Regions from separate parts of the Rattus norvegicus genome. Here region 2 is linked to region 1. A link is a contact called in public Hi-C data. All regions are on one chromosome and are shown on one strand. The core of a region is the stretch at or near the end of the contact, and the rest is flanking DNA. Distances in the headings are between cores, read along the strand shown.

What was found. A called contact is a pair of places that touch in the nucleus more often than the background predicts.
Region 2: a contact with region 1 is called in a Hi-C map of liver, with 2.9 times the contacts expected there. The contact joins the promoter of Atp5pb here to the promoter of Ddx20 in region 1. A contact is called at or near these places in 3 of 12 Hi-C or Micro-C datasets (kidney, liver and mammary epithelial cells).

What each region holds. Positions count from the first base shown.
Region 1 is chr2:195,853,777-195,859,961 of GRCr8, forward strand. It overlaps Ddx20 (DEAD-box helicase 20), which reads right to left and starts at 1,320. Exons shown (of 11, transcript NM_001191711.1): 1 at 1,020-1,320; 2 at 536-630. The coding sequence starts at 1,320.
Region 2 is chr2:196,120,154-196,126,005 of GRCr8, forward strand. Atp5pb (ATP synthase peripheral stalk-membrane subunit b) reads right to left here and starts at 3,584. Exons shown (of 7, transcript NM_134365.2): 1 at 3,405-3,584; 2 at 3,118-3,154. The coding sequence starts at 3,444. Wdr77 (WD repeat domain 77) reads left to right here and starts at 3,729. Exons shown (of 10, transcript NM_001008771.3): 1 at 3,729-3,939; 2 at 4,195-4,380. The coding sequence starts at 3,825.

The DNA of each region.
Region 1 (6,185 bases), core at 70-2,569:
GGATCACATCTAATTCGCTGCTTAACCCCTAGTGCCTAGGATACCATTCATATGTAACACTGGCCGAACAAAGCTTTTTAATGAACAACCCCCCCAACCCAAATCTACTAATTTGAGTAAAATAATCCTAAAACCATCAGAGGCAACCTAGAAAATGAGAGATCAATACAACACACTCGCAAGGCTTTGAGAATCATCTGAAATTTCTGCCCTAGCATAGCATATAATCCAGAACTTCTACCTTCTATGTCTAACCCCAATCCAGTCAGTAACAGAATTTTTAATTATGTAATGATTCCAATTGACAAATAGTCAAGATGTACTTATTACAGAAAATTACAAGTTTAAAATACTAATAATGATATTCTTGGCCACAACTCACCAAGGTTACCACCTCGATTACTTCTGTAACTTTCATGTGCTTTGGTTCCCGTTCATAATAAAACTCACCATCTGTAGGAGCTACTAGTTTTTCATAACTCTCAATAGAGTCCACGTGCTACACACACTCTTCTGGATCCTGAGTTAAACTCACCTGAGTACTATAGTTTTCAAGAATAAGGGAGTCCAGAGCAATGGTGGAGAATACACAAGTTTTTCCAGTGCCAGATTTAGCTTGAACAATTAAATCTGAGGAAGAAAAGAATTATATATGTATCATTACCGAGATTCACTGAAGCCACCAGATACCAGATACCAAATACGGGAAAAGAGAACGAACAGGTTCTTTCCTATGAGCACCTAGTTGCCACCTGTATTTTAGTTGACTCTCAGACGTGCAGGAGGCGTGCTTGATACCTCAATCTCTTAACCACCGAGCTATTTCTCCTAACCCCTTGCCCCCTGAATCTCTACCGCTGATCTTCTCCAACTTGGACTCCAGGCTAGAAACAGAAAGTCTTAAGCATCTTCAAATTCAATTGCGCGCCTACAGCCTGGCCTGAGCCCTGCAATGGCGCGGACCGGGAGCTCTCTGGGGCCACGCCGCCACCCTGCCTCCGGCTGGCCCTGGTCCTCACCAAGCCCGCAGCGCCCCAGCGGGATGGCCTTGAGCTGCACGGGAGAGGGCCTCTCGAAGCCGGCCGCCCGCAGCCCCTCCAGCACGGGCCGCGACAGCAGCAACGACTCGAAGTCCGCAGGCTCCGCCAGCACCACGTCCCCGGTACGTGTGCGCGGCCCGCCGATGTCGTGAGCGGTCCGCAGGTTCCACGGGGAGGCGGGAGTTGGCTCCGCAGCCGGAACCGGTGCGGCCTCAAGCTCCGCCGCCATAGCGGATTCGGAGGTTGTCGAGGCCGGTAGAGCTTCAAACGCCGCCGCCATGGTAGCCGCGCCTCCAGATCTCGCGATATTTACAGTTGAGGCGGGGCCCCTGGGAGCGAGAAGGAGAAAAACTTTATTGGCTGTTTCCCCGAGAAGACACGGACACACCTGGAAGTGGAGGGGAAGAACGGAAGTCGGAGGCTGATACTCTAGCGGGAGAAAAAAAAAATGTAGCCTGAGGAAGAAGCGGGAAGAGCGAGGGAAGATTAGGCTACCAGTGTGTTGCCGCCCGCGGCCTGCAGAGGGCGTCGCGTGCCCTTGGTGGGCGCGTCGCGTGCCCTTGGTGGGCGCGCCGCCCACCTCCTGCGGCTCTGAGGGACAGGCCGCGCCGCGCTGCTCCAGAATCGAGCGTCCACTAGGTGCTTTGTGACGCAGCTCGCGAGTCGGTCGCCGCCCGGGCTGGAGTCGGCTCCCTGGGTCGAGCTCGACTGTAAGCCAGGCCGTCTTCGCTCTCCATAACCTTTCTCATGGTCTCTGTGGTCTCAGACAGCGCCCGGAAACGACGGCTTTTACCACGCCAGCACAGCCCTGTCATGTAGGTGCCCCCGGCGCTTAGCACAGTGCGGAGCGCGTGACCGGAGTCGCCTAGTATTTAAGTGGAAGCCTGAACTGGATGCCAACCCCTAGGGTCTGCTTGATCGCTCGCTCGAAACCCTAGGCTAATAGACGTCTCGGGTTCAACGGATCTTTTGTGTGCCCTTCTTCCGTTCTCGGGTGGGCAACTAGCACACCATTTACCCTTCCTCTAGACCCGTTCATGTCCTACCCTGTCACAGAGGCCTTTCTTGAAATCTTAAGTCGCTTCCATCCTGACTGCTTCTTGGCCTTTCCCATTATTCCCACCACTAACCCCATGTTTGATTATTTGGTTTGGTTAGCATAGTTGGTGGGTTTGTTTTCTAAATCAGAGTCTCCCTATGCCCGCTCAGGCTGGCCTCACATTGGAAATCCTCCTGGCTCAACTTTTCAAATACTGAGATGACAGGTGTGTGCCACCATACCTGTCAGTTTCTTCATGATAACTACCTATGTTTATTGTCTCCCCCACTTTCCACGAGGACAGAAAGCTGTTCTGATTTGTTCTCTTCTGTCTGGTACGAGAAACATAATCTGACACGTTACTAAACAATACTGTTTTTTGAAAGAACTCTTAGAACAAAGCTTTAGTTAGGCTTCCAAATTTAAGCATATCTATTACTTTTCTCATTGATGATGATGGACTGAGCCTCAGAACCTGTAAACCAACCCCAGTAAATGTCCTTTAAAAAGTTGCCTTGGTTATGGTGTCTGTTTACAGCAATGGAAACATTAAGACAGATGCTGATGCTTAGAAATTAACAAAGCACTAAGCAAGCATCCTCTATCCGCATGAAGAACTAAAGATCTCAAGGTTCCTCTTAGTTACCCACATCTGTCACACACCTAATCCACAAATGACAAATCTGAGAAATCCTTTTTGCTTTGCCCTCACCCTCTTTTGTCTCCAAATGTTTCATCCACTCCTTTTCAATCTCCATAGTATCTACCTTGGTCTTTTGGTCATCCTAACTATTGCAAAACCCTTCTAGATTGGCCTCCCTATCCAGAATCTTTTCTGTCCAGACCACAAACCTCAGAGCCATGGAAATGACTTCTTTCCTCTTTCTTTTTCCTAAGAGTTAAACCCATGATGTTGGCATACTAACTTTACTGTTTAACCACATTCCCAGTTAAAGAATAAAACTCATTCCTCACTTCTTTCTTCCTCTCTTAGTTTCTTTTCCTGATACGGTGACAAAAGCCACTTTAGGGAAAAGGGTTTTGTTTTTGGTTTTCTGCACCATGGTTCAAGATATAGTCCTTTATGGTGGGAGAGTGAAGGCAGTAGGAACTTGAAGCAGCTGGTCACGTTACATCTACTTTCAGGAAGCAGAAGACAGTGAGTGTTTGCTAGTGTGAAGCCGCTTTCTTCAGTTTATACATGCCAGGATCCCATACCAGAGAATGGTCCTGCCCACGTAGGATGTCTTCCCACATCAATCGACCCAAGAGAGACAATCACCCAAGGGCAGCTCAAGGGCCCTCCTCCAGGACACTCTCGATCCTGTCAAGTGGATGGTTAATATTAACCGTTATATTTCCTTTCTCTTTTCAAGGTATTGTCCCACGTAGGTTTATAGAATCATCAGAAACAAGCTTTTTAAGGTGATGAACTGATAAATAGAGTGGAAGTTACAGTGGGGTAGTAAGCAGCTTTATAAAGGAAGGAAATTCAGGCAAATGCTATGGATAAACCTTGAGGACCTTCTGCCAAATAAGTTAGCCAGTTAGAGGAGAACTACTCTACGCACCCTTGTCTTATGTGAGGCTGTTGAGTGAATCAGATTTATAGATGTAGAAAATAGAATGGTTGTTAAAAGTAGGAAGAAAAGCAAAGAGTTATTTAATGGGTTCAGAGTTTGAGATTTGCAAGACAAAAATATTGTTTCTCATCAATGTAAGTTAACATTGGAACTGTACACTTAAAAATGACCAAGATACTAAACTTGGTAAGTGATTTGACCACAACTTTTTAAAAACATGGCTTTTAAAATTTTACAAAATTATGGAAGATGGCTCGTGAGATAAAGGTGCATGCTTCTAAGCCTGACTACTCAAGAAATCCACATGGTGGAAGGATAGAATTGACTCCTGCAAGTGATCCTCTCTCTCTCTCTCTCTCTCTCTCTCTCTCTCTCTCTCTCTCTCTCTCACACACACACACACACACACACTGGCATATGCACATACCCACACAAATATTACATACATACATACATACATACATACATACATACACACATACACACATACACACATACACACATACACACGTTACTTTTTTTTAAATGTGTGTAATGAAAAGTGCCCAGGAGAACGTATACTGTAGTAATAAAGGCATTTAACCCTAAGAAGTGGGAGGAGAGGATTCTAGTATTCACTTTTGTCTACTTTTATATTATTTGGCATTTTCAGAAGAAAAGACATTTTGAATGTAGTTTTTAAAACCACAAAAATGAGGTTAACTGTTTAACAGCTTGAATGGGCAGTGAAATAAAATGTAGACAAGGCAGCTTGTACTTTCTAGTCTGGCACTTGAGAATCTGAGGCAAGAGGATTAGCACAAGTTTGAGGTTAGCCTAGGCCATATAATGAGTTCTAGACTAGCCTGGGCTACAGAGTAAATACATATCTGGGAAGGGTCATTGATAACGTCTTTGACAAGATCATTGCTTGTGTCTTCAGGTATTCAGTCTGTGCCCTGTGCTTCAGAATTTTAACCCCAGTAAGCAAAACAGAGAAATGGGGTCCTATAAGCATGAATTTTGAAGTTCTGGTGGGATGCTCTGTAGAGAGAAGCAAAGCAAAGAGAACAGAGAAAGCAAATAAGAAAGGAGATGCCAGAGCGGTTGATGCTGGTGGAGGGTGATTATGATGGGGATAAGTGAGATGGTCATGATGATGATGGCTGTGGTGACAGCTAACATCTATTAGACTCGAATTCCCTGAGGAGCTCCCACCTCCAAGAGATGGATCCTATCGTCTCCATCTTAAAGTTCAAGAAGGTAAGGCACTTACCCACCTGACACACCTATGACTCACAGCAGTGTTACGGCAGGATATCCATAAAGACACAATAGTGCCACTCCCATCACCGTGGTAACTCACAGCTGTCTGATTGGACTGAAGGCCCACGCAACAGGAGCAGAACCACATCTGGTACTAGAACCTAGCTTGACTTCCTGGGGCTAGTGAGGCGATGGATCTGAGAAGAGAACCTCCTAACACTGCTTTGCTAGACCAGCATAGTCCCTAGCTGCATTTCTAAATCTTATTCTTTAACTCATAGGCAAGTGTAGTTTTATTAAAGAAGCTTCTCTTAGCAGGATGGCAGTGGTGCACGCCTTTAATTCCAACACCCAGGAGGCAGAGGCAGGCAGATCTCTGAGCAAAACAGAACAGAGTCTGAGACAACAATGACATCCTGAAGAAGAAATGGACTTCGTAGACCTGTGCTCGGCAATGGCTCAGAGACACTGGGAGGAGTCCTCCGTAGCCAGACAAATGCTCCAGCCTTCCAGTAGTCACAGGGCTCTGTCATCATGGAGGTAGGGAAGGACGCAGGCTCTTCTCCAAACAGGCCCAAGGATTTACTAGGCCTGCGATAGCTTTGGGACAGATAATGCTCACATCCTGGCTGTGCTCCATGCAAGGAGTGGCGATCAAGGGGGGACCGAAAGATGGGAGACTTTTCCAAAAGCTTGTTGGGTTGTTTTGGTCCAACCTCAGATGCTGCTCCTGCTGCCCTTTAAACACTACCTCAGACTTCACTCTGGAAACAGACCTAGTCCTGCCACGAGAATTGTTTACATTTTCTGCCTCACAATAAACTATCAACTTCTCAAGGAATTTTGTCACTCTAGGCTCTTCATCCCAGCACCAGCCTCAGGCTTTGGGAGACCTAGGAAATACTGAATGATTGACACATTCCTGCTTAAAGTTCTCTTCTGGACCTTGTGCGTTTAGCAGTAGTTCTGTGAAACTCATGCCAATCACAGTCAAAGAACCTGGCTCTTAACATTTTACACTTTTATAGACATTCTGTTAGTACATTTGTTGTTTATGATGTTTTACAGGTACAAATATTGCAATTCTGTTATTTGGGTTAAATTGTATTATATTTAAAAACAAGGGCTGGAGAGATGGCTCAGAGGATAGGAGCACTGACTGCTCTTCCAGAGGTCTTGAGTTCAACTCCCAGCAACCACGTGGTGGTTCATAACCATCTGTAATGGGATCTGATGCCCTCTTCTGGTGTGTCTGAAGACAGATGCAATGTACTGATA
Region 2 (5,852 bases), core at 2,334-4,833, 270 kb after region 1:
CCCACTTAAAATCCTAGACTGACCACTGGGCTTTGAGCAAACGATTTCAAAGTTTTTAAACATTTCAGGGTTAAAAGTTTTTAAAAATTTTCTATTTTTAAAAACTTGCTGGAGTTGTTTGTCTTCCACCACCACATGGGTCTGGGAATAGAACCGAGGTATACCTGTCAGGTTTAGTGGTAGGTATCTTAACCTGCTAAGCCATCTCACCAGCCCCTAGAACTTAAGTTTGTGTAATCTCAGACTTCTTTATGTAAGAAATAAAACATTACTTTACAGGTCACTGTGAAGACTGTTCATTTGTGTAACATTCTTAGAATGGTGCTTGTCATAGAGTAGGGGTCCACATGAGTAGTCACCTAAATGGCAACTCTGCTACAAGCAACCTGCTATTAAGAACCTTGATGCAAAACATTCTCTTGTTTTGATGATGGAGGACTGCTCATCCAAACAAGCCTTCTCAGTTTGCAGTAATTCTAATTATGTTCAATCTTTGAGTTGTATATAAATCTTTGGATCCTCAACCCATTTGTTCTTATTTTTCTGGTCTAAGGTTTTATATATATACATATGTATATATATGGTAAACACTCGAGTTCTCTCACAATTTTGCCTGCCTGACAAAAACCTTTCCAGATTTTTTGGCGATTTTGGTTATATGGTGAATGGAGATGGTGAGCTCTAGATTCCACAGAGTATTTTAAACCTAAGTTTTTTTGTTTTTCTGTTTTTTGTTTTTAGATAACTATTAGATCTTGCTATTGCCATTTCTAGGCTTGAACTATTACACCAGCGTAACAGACTTGCACATTATTTGTAGTAAAGCAGTTGATTGTGCATTTTGTAGAAATTACAGCATGCTGACGTCTGATTGAGCTTCTGATAAAATGTTTGCGTTTCACTCACATCTGCAGTCAGTCTCCTTAAGGTTCTGAGGGTGACTCTTCCCCACTTCCTATTCAATCTCCTTTACTCTCTACATCTCTATACTCCATGTACTTTAAGAGTTCAACAGAATTTTACTCATTTTTATTCACTTATTAACATAACACAAAAATATAAATTTTAAAAGTTGGTATTTACAGTACAGTGCTAGGAATTAAACCTCGCTACTCATACACCATGCAGGCAAACGTTCTATCACTGAGCTACCCCTCAGTCCTATGCCCTCTTTGAGTATCATTTTATGTCTCTAAAACATCAGTGACCCCACCAAGCTTCAAAACTGAAGAACCGCGGTAGAGAGCCTTCCATTTAAATTAGGGCTTCTCAGCTTAACCTGACTAAGACTGCACAATCCTTTGCTCCTCTGTGCATGTTTAGAAGAATCCATATACTTGCTGAATGGTGGCAACCCTAAACATTTTCAGACAGTCAAATGTCACCTGGGAAATCAGCTGAAGGCTGAATCCTACTTGTTCAAACCATACCGCAAGAGGATTTCGGAACTTTGCCAAGGTCATCTTATCAGACATTCCTAACATGGAGCTCTTTCACACTACTGCCAATGCTTCTAAACTGTGATCTGACTGGAAAACTCTTCAGCAGGCGCTCTTCTGTCTACAGAAACATGACAGTGCAGCAGGTCCAGTCCCTGTAAAATTTGTACTTTGTTTTTCCTTAGTGCTTCATCTATACTCACATGAACTATTCACATCTCTTGAGAACAAGCTGAATGACAAAGATCTTAGGGCTCAAAGATGGTCAAGAGTGCTTACTGTTCTTCCACAGGACCAGAATTTGGTTCCCAGAACCTATGCTGGGTTGCTTACAACCACCTCTAACTCTAGTTCCAGATCTAATACCTTTTTTTTCTGCCTCTGCCATCACACGCGCACGCACACACACACGCACGTAAATAAAAATAAAATTATTAAAAAAAAAAAAAGCTTAACTTTCTTTGTGGAAATAGCAGGACTGGCATGATAGGTACATAAAGCCATGTGGAAGGATGAGAAAGACCCAAGAGTAGATGAGGTTAATTTAGGTTGAGTTTTCTTGGTTTTGCTACGTTTAGATTTTATTTCAACAGGGATATGAATTAAGACTTTAAGTGGGGAACTGCCATAACTCTCTGCTACATTGGGAATGGACTGTATTGGAATGAGAACAGATGTCAAGACTAAAAGCCTAATGAAACTGTCCATTTCAAAGCTGCTCATGCCACAGTGAGGGTAGTAGTCAAGAGTCAAAGCATCATCATGGGAGCAGAATCTTACTGACAGATCAGAGAATGGAGGGTGACAGAAATGAAGGGTGCTCCTCCTTGCATTTTCTTCATCTAATTCACTTAATGTATCACCATTTTTGTTTTGGCAGTGCTGAGAATCACTCAAAGAGGTGCACTGTATGGAGTCATTTTTCTATGATTTGTTGAAAGCGATCAATTATGGCCTTACTTTTTTGCACACACAAAGCACTTTGTAGTTATTAAACCTTGAAGACTTCATGATGACATTTAGGAGTAAAGAAACGCACACACCCTGCATGCTTTAGGAAAAGAGGTGTAACAGCAACAGCACCATTTCTAAGCAGGCACACACACGCGCGCGCACACACACACTACCAAGTTATCTGAACTTTAGCTTTCTGAATTAAGTCATATCTCATAACCCATATGCCTCTAAGTGAGGTGTCACAGCTAAGTTGGGGAACCAGGTGTCCTCAGCTCTACCTCTGGGGCCTGTAAACTGCTACTTTGCAGCTGTCTCTAGGACTATGGTTGTTGTGAGCTCCACGAAGGTGTTCGTTCTCCACTGTCACTTTATGTGATTATCAAGACAAGTATTTACGAAGCAATAAATGATTTCGGACTCCTGATATGGTTAATAAAAGATGGGAATCTGGAAGACACCCAAAACAACATGTTTTATTTTGCTATATTTAACCAGATCTGTCCTTGGGTGTAATCTAGTAACTTGTGTGCTGCTGAAGGTCATGGTGAGGGGTGAGATTTAGCCTCTTCGGGGTTTGTCAGAGGAGGGATAGGATCACGTTCAAGGCAAGTAGAAGAACGAATGTCTGAATGGGGATGTAAGCTTGCTAAAGTGAAGGAAAACAGTAATTTCTGGCTTAACGGTAAGAAATGTTAAGAGAATAAAATGTGGTGACACTTACCCTGGACCCAGGACGGCCGCGTTCTTCAGACACGGGGCTGCAAACACACAAGACGTAGGTTAGCAAAGTCAAGGAGAAATCCATTTTCTACCTTCCTCGGTCTCGGTGAGTCGCGATCACTACGGCCCCTGCATCCTTCTCAGAGGTCCTCCGAAATCCTACACTGTCAGGGAACTCTTCGGATCAGGCCCAAACACTGCAGTCCTTTCTTTACGCACTTTCCGCCCTCCTGACCTAGCTTCTTCCCAGTCATCCTGATATGCCAGCTTCGGGTTTACATCTCTTACCCGCTGTGGCGGCGGCAGAAAGTACCACCCGGGACAGCATTGTCTGCGAAGATCCAGACAGCGGTACCGATGTCCCTGTGACCCCGACCCGAGACACTCAGGGGCAGGAACAAGATGGCCGCTCACATATCTCGCGAGAAGAGATCTGCACACTTTCTCTCGGAAGTGCTGATTTTTTTCCCCCTCCCCCTATCGCGAGAAGAGGAAAAGGGGCGGGAAAAAAAAAAAAAAAGTCCGAAGATCCCGTTGCGGGTATAGCAGACGGAAAAGCGAGCTGGAAGTGTAGACACAACTCTCGCGAGATGTAGAGCGAATCCCTGGAGAGGGGCGGATGCGCAGAGGTGCACCACGTGTGGTGTTCCTCCAGCGCAGTCAGGATCTCGTCTAGTTTGGGTCTAGGTTAGATTTGGAATCGTGGAGATGCGGAAGGAAAGCCCACCTCCGCTCGTGCCCCCGGCGGCCCGCGAGTGGAACCTGCCCCCCAATGCGCCCGCCTGCATGGAACGGCAGTTGGAAGCTGCACGGTACCGCTCTGGTGAGCCGAGATCCCGGGCCTGGAAGTCCCCCTTTACCCAGTGACGGGTACCCTCTCCCGCTTCTGACCCTCCCAAGTCCTCCTAGCGCCTTGTGCCCTCCCGATCCATATTTGGCATCCCGGCGGTGCCCCAGCTCTGTTCCACAAATCTGATCTCAGATCCAGACTCATCCCGCCGCGGGTTCTGTGAGGTTACCATAGAAACAAGCCAGGCCATCCATCTGACACCTTGTAACTTTGCTTTCCCCACCCTAGATGGTTCCCTTCTGCTCGGGGCTTCCAGTCTGAGTGGTCGCTGCTGGGCAGGATCTCTGTGGTTTTTCAAGGATCCTAGTGCGGCCCCCAACGAAGGTTTCTGCTCTGCTGGCGTCCAGACGGAGGCTGGAGTAGCTGACCTCACTTGGGTTGGGGACAAAGGTATCTTAGTGGCTTCTGATTCAGGTGAGTCACCTCTCTCCCCTGGAATTGAAGAGTTGGGTACAGGTTAGGGTGGGAAAAGGTATTGTTTTACCCCTAAGGTTTTAAACTGCTAGGTGGCCAATCAACTCACACACAAAAAATTAGGAAATAGATTGCAATCTTCTCTGGTCCCCTGGCCAACCTAGACCATAGAGAATGTTGATTTAAGAGGTGCTGCTGAAGACAGTCGGTGCTACCTATCTATTTTCTTCTTATTTAGAAGCAGGGCTTCACCATGTCCTGGCTGTCCCAGAAACTAAGTAGAGCAGGCTGGCCTTGAACTCGCAGACATCTTCCTCTCCTGTGCTAGGATTAAAGACGTGTTTCACCATGCCTGGCTACCTATTTTCTTTTGCTGCTTTGTGTGTGTGCTGTGAATTGAACCATCCTGCTAGGCAACTGCTCTATCACTGGACAGTCCTTACTTCCACTTAGTGTCAGGCTGAGCAATGTAGGCATTGGCTTTAAAAAGAAAAAAAAATTGAAGTTGGGAGGAGATGGAGGGTAAATCTTGGACAAGTTAAGGATGAATATAGTCAAACTACATTGCATGTAAGTATGAAATTCTCAGAATTAGCATTATATTAAGGAAAATCAGAATTTATAAGTTGGTGGGAGCTGGGTGTAGGTGCTGCCTTTAATCCCAGCAGAAGCAGGCAGAGCTCTGAGTTGGAGGCTGGCGTGTTATACATATCTACTTCTAGGCCAGCCAAAGGTACACAGGGAAACCCTGTCTCAAAGATGACAATAGAAAGATTTATTCTGGGTCTGGACACATGGCCCGGTGGTTATAAGTGTTGACTGCTTTTCCAGAGGGACACAGTTGGACACCCAGCATCCACATTCCACTAATAACCATTTGTAACTCCAGTCTTAGCAGGACCAAGGGCTTCCCCTTCCACTGGTGCTCTTACTAGGCTATTCATTGCTACCTATGAGGTTAGAGTCCAGGGTCAGTCCATGTATAGTCTTTGTGTAGTGGCTTAGTCCCTAGAAGCTCTGGTTGGTTGGCATTGTTGTTCATATGGGGTCTCCAGCCCCTTCAAGCTCTTCCAGTCCTTTCTCTGATTCCTTCAACAGGGGTCCTGTTCTTAGTTCAGTGGTTTGCTGCTGGCATTCGCCTCTGTATTTGCTGTATTCTGGTTGTGTCTCTCAGGAGAGATCTACATCTGGTTCCTGTCGGCCTGCACTCCTTTTCTTCATCCGTCTTGTCTAATTGGGTAGCTGTATATGTATGGGCCACATGTGGGGCAGGCTCTGAATGGGTGTTCCTTCTGCCTCTGTTCTAAACTTTGCCTCCCTATTCCCTCCCAAGGGTATTCTTGTTCCCCTTTTAAAGAAGGAGTGAAGCATTTGCATTTTGGTCATCCTTCTGGAGTTTCGTGTTCTGTGCATCTAGGGTAATTTAAGCATTTGGGCTAATAGCCACTTATCAATGAGTGCATACCATGTGT